Linked DNA regions of Sus scrofa: region 2 is linked to region 1. The links are chromatin contacts, called in public Hi-C maps. All regions are on one chromosome and are shown on one strand. The core of a region is the stretch at or near the end of the contact, and the rest is flanking DNA. Distances in the headings are between cores, read along the strand shown.

Evidence for each region. A called contact is a pair of places that touch in the nucleus more often than the background predicts.
Region 2: a Hi-C map of skeletal muscle shows a contact between it and region 1, with 5 times the contacts expected there. The contact joins two enhancer-like sites. A contact is called at or near these places in 1 of 5 promoter capture datasets (liver), 20 of 47 Hi-C or Micro-C datasets (alveolar macrophages, brain, embryonic fibroblasts and 12 more) and 2 of 2 datasets of contacts at active chromatin or transcription factors (alveolar macrophages and skeletal muscle).

Annotation. Positions count from the first base shown.
Region 1 is chr1:26,697,813-26,705,131 of Sscrofa11.1, forward strand. No RefSeq gene overlaps it. Among named protein-coding and RNA genes, the nearest start is that of OLIG3, 99 kb to the right of the region's middle. Within about 2 kb of position 2,074, at least 18 of the 83 cell types and tissues checked have an H3K27ac peak or open chromatin away from gene starts, as enhancers often do. A contact at or near this core is called in liver, mesenteric adipose tissue, retroperitoneal adipose tissue and 1 more, where this site is marked.
Region 2 is chr1:27,105,456-27,112,154 of Sscrofa11.1, forward strand. No RefSeq gene overlaps it. Among named protein-coding and RNA genes, the nearest start is that of IL20RA, 29 kb to the right of the region's middle. Within about 2 kb of position 2,481, at least 24 of the 83 cell types and tissues checked have an H3K27ac peak or open chromatin away from gene starts, as enhancers often do. A contact at or near this core is called in liver, mesenteric adipose tissue, retroperitoneal adipose tissue and 1 more, where this site is marked.

The sequences.
Region 1 (7,319 bases), core at 824-3,323:
AACCTGAGCTGCGTCTGCAACCTACTTCAAGGCAACGCTGAATCATTAACCCACTGAGCGAGGCCAGGGATTGTACCTGCATCCTCATGGATACTAGTTGGGTTTGTTACCACTGAGCCACGGCAGGAACTCCTTATGGGCGTTTTTTAAAACTGCAAACTTCTCTAGGAGGGATTAATGGCTATCAATTATTTACATGCGAATCTGAACTCATTTTTCTCTGATTGCTTTACTCTTAGCTCTTCACTGTAGCTGAGAGGAACTTGGCGTAGTGACAAAGACATTCGTTGGAGTCAAACTGTTGGGCTTTGAGAATCTGCGGAGTCCTGGGCAAGCTATCTAACTCCTCTGTGTCTCAGTTTTTTCACTGGTAGAATGGACATTGTAATAAAACTCATCACATAGATATGTTGTGTGGATTAGATGAGTTGACTTATGTAAAGTATTTAGACATGCTTGGTGCATAGAATGCACTAAATATTTCTTTTTTCTTTTTATAGCTGCATGCTCGGCAAATGGATATTCCTGGGCTAGGGATCAAATTGGAGCTGCAGCTACTGGCCTACACCCAGCCATAACAATGTGGGATCTGAGCTATATTTTCGACCTACACCACAGCTCATGGCAACACCGGATCTTTAGCCCACTGAGTGAGGCCAGGGATTGAACCCACATCCTCATGGACACTATGTCGAGTTCTTAACCCACTGAGCCACCATGGGAACTCCTAAATAAATATTAACTATTATTATGAACTTCAGTGAAGGAAAATGTATTAAATTTGTTTTGATTGTCATTGTCTTTTGGAAAGGAGGGAAGTTAAATTTTCTGCGTGGTTTGGGTTGCTAGCTTGGGCGCCCAGGGCAGTTGTATTGGGAGGATCTGAGCATTTGGCAGAGGCTTTTACCCTGGCTGAAGAGCGATACAGGCAAGGGCATTAAAGAGCACATTTCAAAAATGTGCTTCAGGAGTTCCCATCGTGGTGCAGCGGAGGTGAGTCCAATTGGGAACCGTGGGGTTGCGGATTCAATCCCTGGCCTTGCTCAGTGGGTTAAGGATCGGGTGTTGCCGTGAGCTGTGGTGTAGCTTGCAGACATGGCTCAGATCTGGCATTGCTGTGGCTCTGGCATGGGCTGGCGGCTCTGATTGGACCCCTAGCCTGGGAACCTCCATGTGCCACGGGTTCGGCCCTGAAAGGACAAAAAAGACCAAAAAAAAAAAAAAAAAAAAAAAAAGTGCTTCAGATCTGCTGTCTCTGGGTCAGGGTAATAGAATCTTTGTTTCTTTCACTTCTCTCTTGTATCTCTTGTCTTCAGGTCTGGACTCAAGTTTGAGCTATAGATAAGCTGTACTATCTGTTAGGAAGGATTTTCTGAGCAGGCATGAGACTCTGGTGCTAACACAAATGAGAACATATTACCTCAACTCAAAACTTACTTTCCAATGAACAACTAGGTGTTTGGTCAGCTTTTCCCATCCAATTCTCAGGGCTCAGTCTCCAAAAAGAAAAGCTAAGGACACACAGAACAGAGGTCACTCACTGCCTGGAAGAAAGCACGGAAGCTCAGCCCTGAAGCAGGTGAGAAACCAAAGTTTCCTTCCCTTATAGGTTAAGAAGTTGACCTAAGCAGAGACTTTGGTTAAGGAATACGCTTCTGAGAGCGTTTCCAGGTTACCTCTCTGGATGGATGCTCCTAATGGAGGCAGAATCCAGTTTTTTTTTTTTTTTTTTTTCTTCCACTTTGCCAGATGATTTAGAACTGACTGTCCTTTATAACTAAATTCTGGTTAAGTATATAATCTTAATCAGCAAACCTGTTCTCAGATCACTAATTAAACATGAGCGGAAAATAAAAGACACAAAGATATATCATCTATAAGTTGATTTAAATTAATTTAACTTCTATAGGGATAAAGCTCCATGTGCCACTGGGGAAAGTCCTCTCAGAGGGCACAGGGGTCAGTTACAGATTTGCCCTCCCGCCCTTCCCCGCTGAACCTCTGCCCTGTCAGAGGAGACTACATTTCCCAGGCTCCCTTGCTGCTCTCTTTGGGCCATTGGGCCAGTGAGCGTCCCTGGTGGAGGACTGGAGGCACTAAAGGCACTGAAAGAAACTGGGTGCTTCCCAAGTCGTCTCTGAAGCCATGCTGCCCTGTGGCTCCAGTTCCCTCTGCCTAGCTCCTGCCACGGTGGTCCCAGCTCCTGGCAGGAGTCCTCATCCTTGTCCTAAACTCCTGCCAAACAGCCCTAGCTCATCACTTCCAGCAATTACACTTCCTCAATTGTAGAAGCAGCTTGCTGCTATCGCGAAGCTCTGGGTTACGACCAAGCTCGCATCTGGCTCCTCATCTCTCCCAATGTAACCAGTTTCCTGTATCTAACCCCTCAGTGTGAAAGAGCTACATGGGTTTCTGTTTTTGCCTTCCTTTTATTCTGGCATGTATCTAACTACTTCAGAGAGGAAGAGCTTTGGTCATTCTTTAGAGACAAGGAAGAGGAAGCACCATTTCCACTTACTATTTTTACCTTGTCTAGGACATATTATTTCTTCATTTTTGTCTCTCATAATAGATAGTTTTATGGAGCAAACAGTGACTCAGCAAATATTTCTTTTGTTTGTTTGCTTTTTTTTTTTTTAAGGGCCACATGTGCAGCATATGGAAGTTCCCAGGCTAGGGGTCCAACTGGAGTTGTTGCCACCAGCCTATGCCACAGCCACAGCAACGTGGGATCAGAGCTGCATCTGCGCCCTACACCAATAATTTCATAGCAACGCTGGATTCTTAACCCACTGAGCGGGACCAGGGATCGAACCTGCATCCTCAGGGATACTAGTCAGGTTCATTACCCTTGAGCCAGAATGGGCTCCTATGAATCAGCAAATATTTCTTAATACTTCCTTCCTTTCTTTCTACTAGGAGAGTTATGCTTAGCTCATTTCCATAACACACAAGTGCAGTTCATCCTAATAAAGGCAGCTGAAGCCTGAACTTTCTAGACTCTGGGTCTTTTCTTAGGCTTTTAAGATGTCTGCATCATTCTCTCTCACATGCAGACACAAGAATGGAGGCTGGGGCATGAATGCTGCCCCCTTAGAACCTTCCACGTCCTGCCTAAGTGCTTCACTGACCACTGTGAGCCCAGGAATCATCACAGGAGCAAGTAAGACCATGCTGCAGAAGGTACACTGACAGTATAGGTCCGTAATGGGCACTTGCCCATCTGTCGTATAGTTAGTTTTTTCCTTTTTAATAGAGTAGCTTTAGAGGCATTACAACATCTGAAGGGCCACACCAAAGGGGCCAGAGATGGCCTCATTAACAGAAGACTTGAAGATAGTCCTTACTCAGACACTCTAAGAGAGAGACGTGTGTTTTCTGTCCTTTAGAAAATGCCATTTTTTTTCTGGACGCCTTCCCTCCTTTCTTTCTTTCTTTTCTTTTCTTTTTTTTTTTTTTTTTTTGCTTTTTTTAGGGCTGCACCCATGGCATATGGAAGTTCCCAGGCTAGCGGTTGAATCAGAGCTGCAGCTGCCAGCCTATGCCACAGGCACAGCAACATGGGATCCGAGCCATGTCTGCGACCTACATCAACAGCTCATGGCAACGCCAGATCCTTAACCCACTGAGTGATGCCAGGGATCGAACCAGCATCCCCATGGATCCTAGTTGGGTTTATTACCACTGAGCCATGACAGGAACGCCTGTCTGGACATATTTCTAATGATTCTGCTTTAATAATCATATTTTACTTAGCTCTGAAAGAGTAAGTTTCTCTGATGAGCCACAGGAAAAATATCAGACTCTCAGCACATAATAGAAATAGTACAACTAAGCTTACAGAGTACTTTAGAATTTGCAAAGTACTTTCATAAACATTAGCTCAATCTTGCTGAGGGTTTGGAAAGTTGTTTTGGCAGTAAAAAAAAATTAAGACCTAGAGGTGCTGCCCTCAAATCATTTCAGAATTGAGATGAAATAACTTTTTAGGTACACCCTGCTCCTGTACAGGCAGTCATTTTCTTTTGATGTAATACTTGCTGCCTTTCAGGGAAATCCTTTATAACATTTGAGTCTTACTTTAACGGGGAGACAACATCAGACCTTCTGGCTATGGAGTCCTGGGCCATCTTTTGCTGTGTTGGAAGGAAAGTTTCAAAATTATTTGCCTAGTTAAGCAATTGACTCCTTTTGCTTTATTAAGCTCAGTCTCGTTATATCAAGTGTTCTTGCTGTGTTTCTTGGTAATGAGGCTTTTTAAGCTATTGTAGTTCAATAGAGACAGATAAAATATAACAATAGAGACAAGTGAATTTAATGACATGTACAATCTCAAATTTATGCTTCTCTATATGGTGAGCCTATTACTCTCTTCTTCTCTTTTCTTTTCTTTTCTTCTCTTTTCTTTTTTTATGGCTGCCCCTGTGGCATAAGGAAGTTCCTGGGCTAGGGATCGAATCTGAGCCACAGCTGCAAACTGCTGCAGCTGTGGCAACACTGGATCATTTAACCCTCTGTGCCAGGCCAGGGATCAAACCTGTGTCTCTGCAGTGACCCAAGCCAGGGCAGTTGGATTCTTAGCCCACTGCATCACCACAGGAACTCCTACTTTTTAAATATATAAAAGAGAACTTTCCACTGATTTTTTTTTTTTTACTCTTCCAGTCCCATGGCCATGCCTAGTGTAAGATTGCATAGGTTATCATGAAATCCTGAGATTTTCATCAATGTAAAAACAAACCCAAACTTGTTTCCAAACCTGCCTGATTGAAAATTAATTCTACCTTAATATGTACCATTTCCTTGTAAAGCAATGGGGTTCTCTTTTTTAGACAGAAGGAAATATCTTCCCTAGAGTTAAACACTCAAAATAATGGCTGTACGATTCATGCATCAGATTCTTTCTGAACATCTACCAATCCCAATATTATGCTAGGATTGATGCTATAAAGGAAGACATAGTCCTTTATAGAGCTTTTGCCTAAAGGGAGAGGCTCTTGAACTCTTAAAGTTTTAACAAAATAGACTCTTGTCATAATTCTACTGCTGAAGGACAAGTTACAGGTTTTCCATGTACTAATAACAATAATAATACTACTTGACATATATATGTATATATTTTGTACATACATTTATCTATGTACATGTATGCTATATTCATTGGGTATTTATCTTTTCTTCAGTGTCTATCACAGAACACGATAGAAGGTAAAGCCTTGTAAATATCTCCTGAATTAATGAACAAAATAAATGTGATTTGATTTTAAGATTAAAAGAATCTCTAACACAGGAAGAATCTTTTTGACCTAAATCTTTGGAGGTCTCCCCAAACTTCATCCTTGGAGCATAATCTTTAGAATGAGAATCTTACTCCCCAGTTCTTCTTTCAAATCAATTTAAGAAATATCTTTTAGGGAGTTCCCTCCATGGCTCAGCAGTTGGCAAACCCAATGAGGATCTGTGAGGATTCAGATTCAATCCCTGGCCTCACTCGGTGGGTTAAGGATCTGGTGTTGCTATGGACTGTGGTGTAGGTGGCAGACTCTGCATGGATCTGGCATTGCTGTGGCTGTGGTGCAAGCCAGCAGCTGTAGCTCCAATTCAACCCCTGGCCTGGGAACCTCCACATACCGTGGGTGCGGCCCTAAAATAGCACACACACACACACACACACAAAGAAAGAAATATCTTTTGAACAACGACTGTATGCCAGACAATGGTAAGCATTAAGATATAAAAGTGATTTCAGTAAGGTCTTATCCTCCCCAGACCTCTCTCTCTCAGGAACTCAAACATAACGTGGAAATAAAGATCCAGGAGGCTAAGGATATAGAATATATTTTATCTTTTTCTCTCCAGTTCCAGGGCACATAGCAGATATTTAGCAGAAGGTTGTTGAGTAAACTGATGAATGGATAGATGAATTAAGACTTAAAATGAGAACAGCAATGAAGGAGTAGTTCTCACTTGATGTATGTATGAGGGAAAAGGGGTTGAGTCTGGAAAGGCTGCAGATTGGAGGTGACAAGTGAATGTGGTTTTGAAGATGAGATGCTTTTCAGGTGAAGAAGGGGAAACAAACAGCATAGTCCGGAAGGCAGTATGAACATGGGAGAGTAAAAGAACATGCTGGGGTGCTTTCCTTTGGGAAGCTGGGGGAAATATTGGCTGTTTCTAGTTGGAGAGAGCATATTTCTCTTTGTAACATTCTTTCATCATGGTGGAGAAGCAGCCTGGTCCAGCTTTCTAGAAGCGCTCACTTCCCCATTCCACCCTCAACGTATTTGGTTCTCAGTTTGGGAGGAAGGCAGAGCAAGAAATGTTGGAGACAGGAGAAATGAGAAAACAGTGTTCAGAACTATTCACTTTATTTAGGTGTTATTCTTACCTGCCTCATTCTGATGAGCACCTGCAAAAATTCATGATCGATTCTTTGGATTGTTGCCAAAGTTTGAATATAATATACCTCGGCAATCACATATTGAATCCAGAAGGACATTATTGAATTAATTTGTTAAAGAATTCAAAAATTCCCTCCTTCAGTTGTTTATTAAAAAAAAAAAAAAACAAAACAAAAAAGCAAAAACAAAGTCCTGGTGCTAGCCAGGCTTGCTTTCAAATGGGCCGGACCATTTTTGAACAGCTACTTACAACATCCTACCAGTTTCCATTTTGTAACCAGCATGAAGTTAACATTTTTAAGAGAGAGAACAACTTCACTACTAACCCAGCTATGAAGAAAAGATATTCAACTTTCTAATAAAATAGTAATGCTGCAAGCTCAGCGGCTCATAAAACATTTACAACCTTCAGCCAGTAAAGTGCAGAACAAGAGATTTAAATGTTGCAGGTTGATGGAATGAAGGAATGCTTGGTATAAATATCACCCCAAAGTATGGGCTGCAGGGGGTTCAGGAGAAAAGGTCCCCTTGTGGCTGGCAGGTGGCTATTTTGTAGTTAACCAGAGGTGTATGGTCCCTTTCTGACATTTTTCTTTGATAACCTACAATTGAAACATGAAATAGGATGGGTGGAGAGAATAGGAATCCAGCTGGAATGATGATCCTTTCAATGTGTGTTACATCTTCAGTGAAACAATTACAGTACATACCAATAAGAGTAGCATGGCCAGAGGCGTGCCTAAGGTTGGCCATGCCTAGCTCAGGGGTCTTTCTGCTGTGCAGTATTCCCACAGGTGGGAGGAAGAGGCTTGCACCAAGAGGCAACTCTGTCTACTCTGTGGGTGTTTGAGTGAGTGTGAGATGTAGGGTGAGAGCTAGTTGCCTCCTCCTGTTTTTCTCTGAGGACTACAACTGGGC
Region 2 (6,699 bases), core at 1,231-3,730, 410 kb after region 1:
TCTAATATCTGGAGGCAAGTATGCCTATAAATTGCAAATCTAAAATTCTAAGCCTGAACTCCAAAGCATGTTATTGAGTGGAATGCTATAAAAGCAACCCAGCTGTTACCATCGTTTGCTACAAACAGAGGTGTCTCAAAATGGCTTCAAGTGACTTACAAATATCGGGGATGCAAGAAAAAGAAATTTGTTTGTTTCTACTATTTCACGATGTGAGATACATTCTCTTTATTCGATTTTGCTGCCTACATTTTTTTCTTGGTTTATTTTTGAAAGATAGCATCCTTTTCACTATTTTCCAAACATTTGTATGTGAAGAGTTCATAAGAGGAGGGGTTGCTGCAAAGCGTGTCTCTGCTTGGGATAGAAAAGTTATTTCAGACTTTAAAATGATTTCAAATATATTTAGCTATTAGAAGGAAAAAAACACCATGCAAAAACATTGCATTCAAAGAGAGGTTTTTAAGTAAAGGGAGGTGAATTCTTGAGTTTCCAAGAATTCATCTCATTTTAACTTTTTTTAGGTACTCCAATGCAAATGTGTCTGTAACCATTGCCAACTTGAAGTGACGCACCTTGAATTGAAAGCATATTATTGAACGGGACACTATAAATGTGATCACAGCTGTTTCCTTACATGCTTCAAAACGTAGGTGTCTTAACATGGTGCGCCAAGTGGCTTTTAAATATTGACGATGCAAGAAACATTAATTTGTTTTATGGACCTGGGCACTGCAGGGATTTGTCAAGGCTTCAGATTTCACTGCTAGTAAAAGCTCTAAGTTGAGCCGCCCCTTACCACCAATCTCTTTACCTTGGACCTCCCCCAACTCCACTTTTCCAGCACAATAGACAGTTGAACCCCAGCATAATCAACCAATTGTATAAGACGGCTTATCATCAACCTAGAATATAGATGATACAAACGTCTTTCCATATTACGTGAGAGCAAACCTATTTTCATCAGACATTTATAAGGTCAACTCTTCTGACCTCTTTGTTCCCAAGGCAAGGGCAGAGAGGGCGGGCAGCAGGGAAGAGCAAGAGGAAAAAATTCACCTTTCCAAGTTCAGGGTGCTTTAGAACCAGGCATTACACATTTGCCATGTGGAGAGAAAGAGAGCGAGGGAGAGAGAGGAAGGAAATGGGAGTTCTCTGTCGAGAAAAGCGTCCTAGCGAGTGTGATAAGAGCAGTTTGGGGAAATAAACAACAGTGGTTTGGAGTTTGTTTCACTTTGCTCATTTGTTTCTAAGATACTGGTTTCAAATCACAATGAACATTTCAAAACTAAGTGAAACTTGACTTTAGAAACTGAGCATATGACCTTCAAGATCATCTAAAGGGAAAAATCCTACAATGGCTAGTGGTCACGTGGTATTGCTATGTGATTTATGCTTAGGAATCTGTGTTTTAACATTGAAGCGTGTCAACCACACACACAAACATTCCCAGTGTTTCTGCTGCCCTCATGCTAATGGTTTCAGAGGTATTTCCCTTCAAGTTTCTTGGAGGTCTGGTGGGGGTGGGGAATCAGAGAAGAAGCAGCTGGCCCCATGGGAAAGAGAGCTTGGGTGCAGCCTTGTGAGCTGGAAGAAAGATAAGCCAGGACCCAGCTATCTCATCCAGGCAGCCCAGGTGGGTGAGTGCCCACAGCCACCCTCAGACAATCTTCTTGGCCCCAAACTGCAGTCTGGTTGAAACCCAGCTTTCTGTGCCAAGGAATTTATTTATACTGGAATATCCAGAAACCAGCCTCCTTTTGATTTATCCAGCGTTCTTTTCACAATCATCGATTTTTTGTGGAATAAAACTCAGGAGAAACTCAACAATCCACCAGCCAGAATCCTTCTTGAACTAGTAAATTTGCATATTTACTATAAAATTTAAGGTTGAAGCTTGCACACTTCAGTGTTTCTGCCACTAGCAACGACAGATGATTTCTGGCTAATTTAAAGTCAACAGGAATTTGCTCCAAGGATACAAATTAGTTCCTGGAATTGTTTGGGAGAACTGTGTTTAGGCCAAAAATAAGGTCAGCAAAGCCCAGCAGACGTCCCGCTGAACTCTGCTCATCCTGGGCACACCCTGCCATGCCACCAGCCTCACGGCTGCCATCACAAATAATATTTAAGTGGCCCTAAGCCCAGCCCCAGTGGGACCACCAGACTGGCCACCCACCCATGCTCTAGCAGCCAGTGGTCAAGAGTAGAGAAGGGATCTGGAGATCCCTCTGTGGCATAATGGAATCTGCTATGTCTCTGCAGCTCCTGGATGCAGGTTCAATCCCGAGCCCGGCACAGTGGATTAAAGGCAGCTGCAGCAGAGGTAGCAACTGTGGCTCAGATCTGATCCCTGGCCGGGGGAACTCCATATGCCACAGGGCCAAAAAAAGAAAAAACAAACAAACACAAAAAGAAAAAGGATCTGCCTCCCTCTGGCTTCCACTGGGGTAGGGCAATCCCAGTCTCCCAACCATTTTTGGATCCTCCCCAAATAAGAAAGACACTGGGTAGGGCTTTCTGATCAGCACCTCACCTACACTCTCATTTAACTATGACAAATGCAACATCCCTGTTTTAAAGATGAGAAATTGAAGTTCAGACCAGTTGTCCATAAGGATGAGATCCAGGGTACTGAAGTACCATCCCCAAAATCAAAGATCTGTGAAATTGTGTAGAATCTAATTTGAATGAGAGGCATGTTTGAGTGTATTTTCTTTGAAAAGGGCTGATCTAAATGTGTTATAGGTGACATTACCCTTGGCCAAATCATAGGTTAAATAAAAACACCTTTTCTTCAAACACACTCGTATCATATATAGTTCGTGAATCTTTAAGAAGCAGTTAGAGCCTATTCTATTTCAGAAGCTGAAGACCTAACCTTCTTCACGCTGATCTGTCAACTTATCTGAAAATATGGGAGGAATAAGTTTCTCCTAGTTTGGAATAGGAAATTTATGGCTTAAAGATATGCAGAGGGGTTCAGGTTTTTGCCTCTCAGTGGCCCGGCAGCACACTACTGACCCCCTGTGGCCGCATTTCAAAGTGCCATCTTCAACTTCAACCCAGCTGCTGAGGGCCAAACAGCAACCGCTGCAGAGTTCCCCTGAATAACATGGTCCCTGTGCTCCTGTGTCATCATTGGGGAACCAGTTGTCACTGTACATTATACTAGAATGTGGAATTACTGAGATAATAATCCCAGATTTGCTCTGCCCAAAAGCACAGTCCTCAGCCTGAGAATTTGTCCATTTCTGCCCACAGCACTTCTACTGCATTTGTTTGCATTCATGGCACACCTTTTCTAGCTGAGCCATCTGATGAGCACTTTACCTACACTGTCTCATTTGGTCACTGCAATAATTGTGTTAACTTCATTTTACAGATGAGAAGTTGAAGTTCAGAGATGAGTTATTTGAACCCCTCCGATGCATAAAAAGAGATTTTGAAAAAAGGATTCAAATCTTCCTCCCCATCTTCAAGGTCTGCTAACATCTCCATTAAGGCTCTGATAACTATTTTTCCCACAGGAATTTCACCTCTTTGGGACTTTCATACCTAGCACATTCTGTATTATCTTTATGTGTGTGGTAAAAACTTTGGGTGGTGGCTGGATGGGAGGAAATGTGGGTTTGGAAACACAGAACAGAAAATCTTTCCAGGCGGGGCTCTGCACATGTAGTAGGAGAGAACAATAGTGACAGTGACAACTGACATTTAGCAACAACTCACTGTGTGCTGGGGACGAGACGTCTCAAAAGGCTTCACGTGCTCTAATGATTAAATCTTTATGCCAACCCCACAATGTAGGTATTATTAATATCTTTGTTTCAAGAGTAACAAAACTAAGGCACTGGGAAGTTAAATAAGTTGTTGTTATGAGTTGAATTATGTCTCCTAAAAATTCATGTGTTGAAGTCCTGATACCCAGAGCCTCTGAATGTGAGAAACAAGGTCACCGAAGATGTAATTAAGATAAGGTCATGTTGCAGGAAGGTGAGCTCCAACTGCAATACAACTGGATTCTTATAAAAAGAATGCCATGTGAAGAGACAGCCACATGCATAGGGAGATGCCATGTAAAGATGGGAGTCCTGCTGCCACAAGCCGAAGAACGCCAAACTGGCCAGCAAACCACCAGCAGCCAGAGGAGAGGCCTGCAACCAATCTGCCCTCACAGGCTTCAGAAGAAACAAACCCTGTCAACCCTTGATTTTGGATGTACAGCCTCCAGAACTGTGAGATGATACCTTTCTGTTGTTCTAGGCCAACCCAGTTTGTGGAGCTTTGTTCAGCAGCTCTAGGAAAATGGTACAGTTGTGTCATAGCTCCTTAGTGGTGAAGCCAGAATAAAAAAAAAAAAAAAAAAAAAAAAAAAAAAAAAACCCTGGGAGTGGGGCTGGGCTTTGGGTTCTAAGAACATTTATCATGTCCAAAATTCACTTCTATGAAATTTCAAAACCCAACTGTCTTTATTACTAGAATTACAGTTTGGGTTATAAATGACTTCAGACATCAAATGACATGCATTCAGTAGTATATAGGTAAAGGCCTCAAAACCAGCTTGCTGGGGAGAAAAGGCCCCAATTTGTAGATCTTGCCAATTTCTATGGTGCAATTATTTCTCTCATGGCCACTTTGAAGTTGACACCACTAAACTTGAAGCTGGGAAGAGATGAGGATAATCAGCTCCTGTAAGTGTGTTCTGACATTTTACTGGTCCAGGACATGGAAGGCATGGCCCAATTTTAAGCTGGTATTCTTCATCCTCTTGAGTAAGTCCATACTGCTTTAAGAATATGATACAAGAATTTTGACACTTTTTGAATTATTATTAATTTTTCCAAACATTTTTTTCAGAATGAATTCTACTAGACCTCTAGACAACATGAAGACTCATGAAGAGAACATTGTGTATGAGATACATAATGATCCATAATTGTTGAATAAATGCCTGACTTTCTTTACATCTTAAAAATCAATGTTATAATCATCATGTAATCATCATGACATTCTAATGATAGATAATTTTTTAATGATTTTTTTTTCTTTTATAGCTGGTTTACACTGTTCTGTCAATTTTCTACTGCACAGCAAGGTAGCCCTGTCACACATACATATATACATTTTTTGTTGACATTATCCTCCATCATGCTCCATCATAAGTGACTAGATATGGGAGTTCCCGTCGTGGCGCAGTGGTTAACGAATCCGACTAGGAACCATGAGGTTGCGGGTTCGGTCCCTGCCCTTGCTCAGTGGGTTAACGATCCGGCGTTGCCGTGATCTGTGGTGTAGGTTGCAGACGTGGCTCGGATCCCGCGTTGCTGTGGCTCTGGCGTAGGCCAGTGGCTACAGCTCCGATTGGACCCCTAGCCTGGGAACCTCCACATGCTGCAGGAGCGGCCCTAGAAAAGGCAAAAAGACAAAAAAAAAAAAAAGTGACTAGATATAGTTCCTGATAATTTTTAAATAAATCATAAATAAATAAAAAGAAATCCCACTTTTGAACCAACCATGAGATCCAATCTAACAATGAGGAAGAATGGATTGACATGAGGACATTCTAGGACTGAGGAAATCATAAGCTCCATTTGGTTTCTCTTATTAATGAATGCTGAGTCAGTGTCTCATTATTTGCAAATGCTGTTTAACAGTTTATTAACCTGGAGCACTCCGTGACCAAGACTTTAGAGCATTTTAATAAAAAAAAATAAAAAAAAAAAAGATTTCTATTTGAACACACTTGGTAGAGTTCTAAATTTGGATGTCAAAATTAAAACCCATTCCCCTCAATTTCTCTGCCTCAGAAACACTCCACCTTCATTCTGGAGTATGAGCTAGGAAACCCCCCCCCAACACACCCCAATTTTTCAAATTCAAATAGGGACAGTTCAACCTGTCTGAAATATGTTTCTACTTATCAGTTAAGTGTCTTACTATAGGGCCAATAAGTTAAAAGATGATAAAGGAAGATAGATTTAACCACCTCATTTGAGGAAGCATCTGATTTCAGATGCTAGAGAGAAAAAGTACGACTGTACTTTTTACCTCTGTCAAGAAATTATGAAATGGAATTTGGCATTGAATTACAACATATATTAGAACCCAAGAGACATCATGAAGTCCCACTGAGCACAGGAGCTGGAGTAATTAGGAAAGTTGATATTGAAATAAACAGGAAGATATCCTCGTAGACCAATTCAAAGCAGTTGATATGTTTTTACAGAGTTATGAAATCATGCAGCAGTCAGTTATATTTCACTTTTATTCATCTCCAGTGAAGCCACATCCTAACTAGGAAATTCATTCCCAGTAAAAAGGATGGAATCACTACAGACTATTGATATTTAAATCAAATGAGTGAATCTAGAATTTTAAAAAATCGATTCTATTGGACTGAAAGAAAGGAAATAAAAATGATTCTAACTTTACCTAATTGATCCTAAAATACCTAGGAACAGATTGCTATTGTCAAATTTCACAACATGTGTATAGAAACTACACCGGTGCCCATTTTCAATATTCCATTGTGAAATTAAATGGCAGTAAGTGTCGATTCTCAATGATTTCATCCATGAGAATTAGCCATTTTGAGATTTGTCATGGGAACATTTTAATCCCAGACTCATTTTATTCTCTACTATTTCATATGTTACAAAGCATCTTCTTCACCATCCATTGTTATCCTCAAGAGAA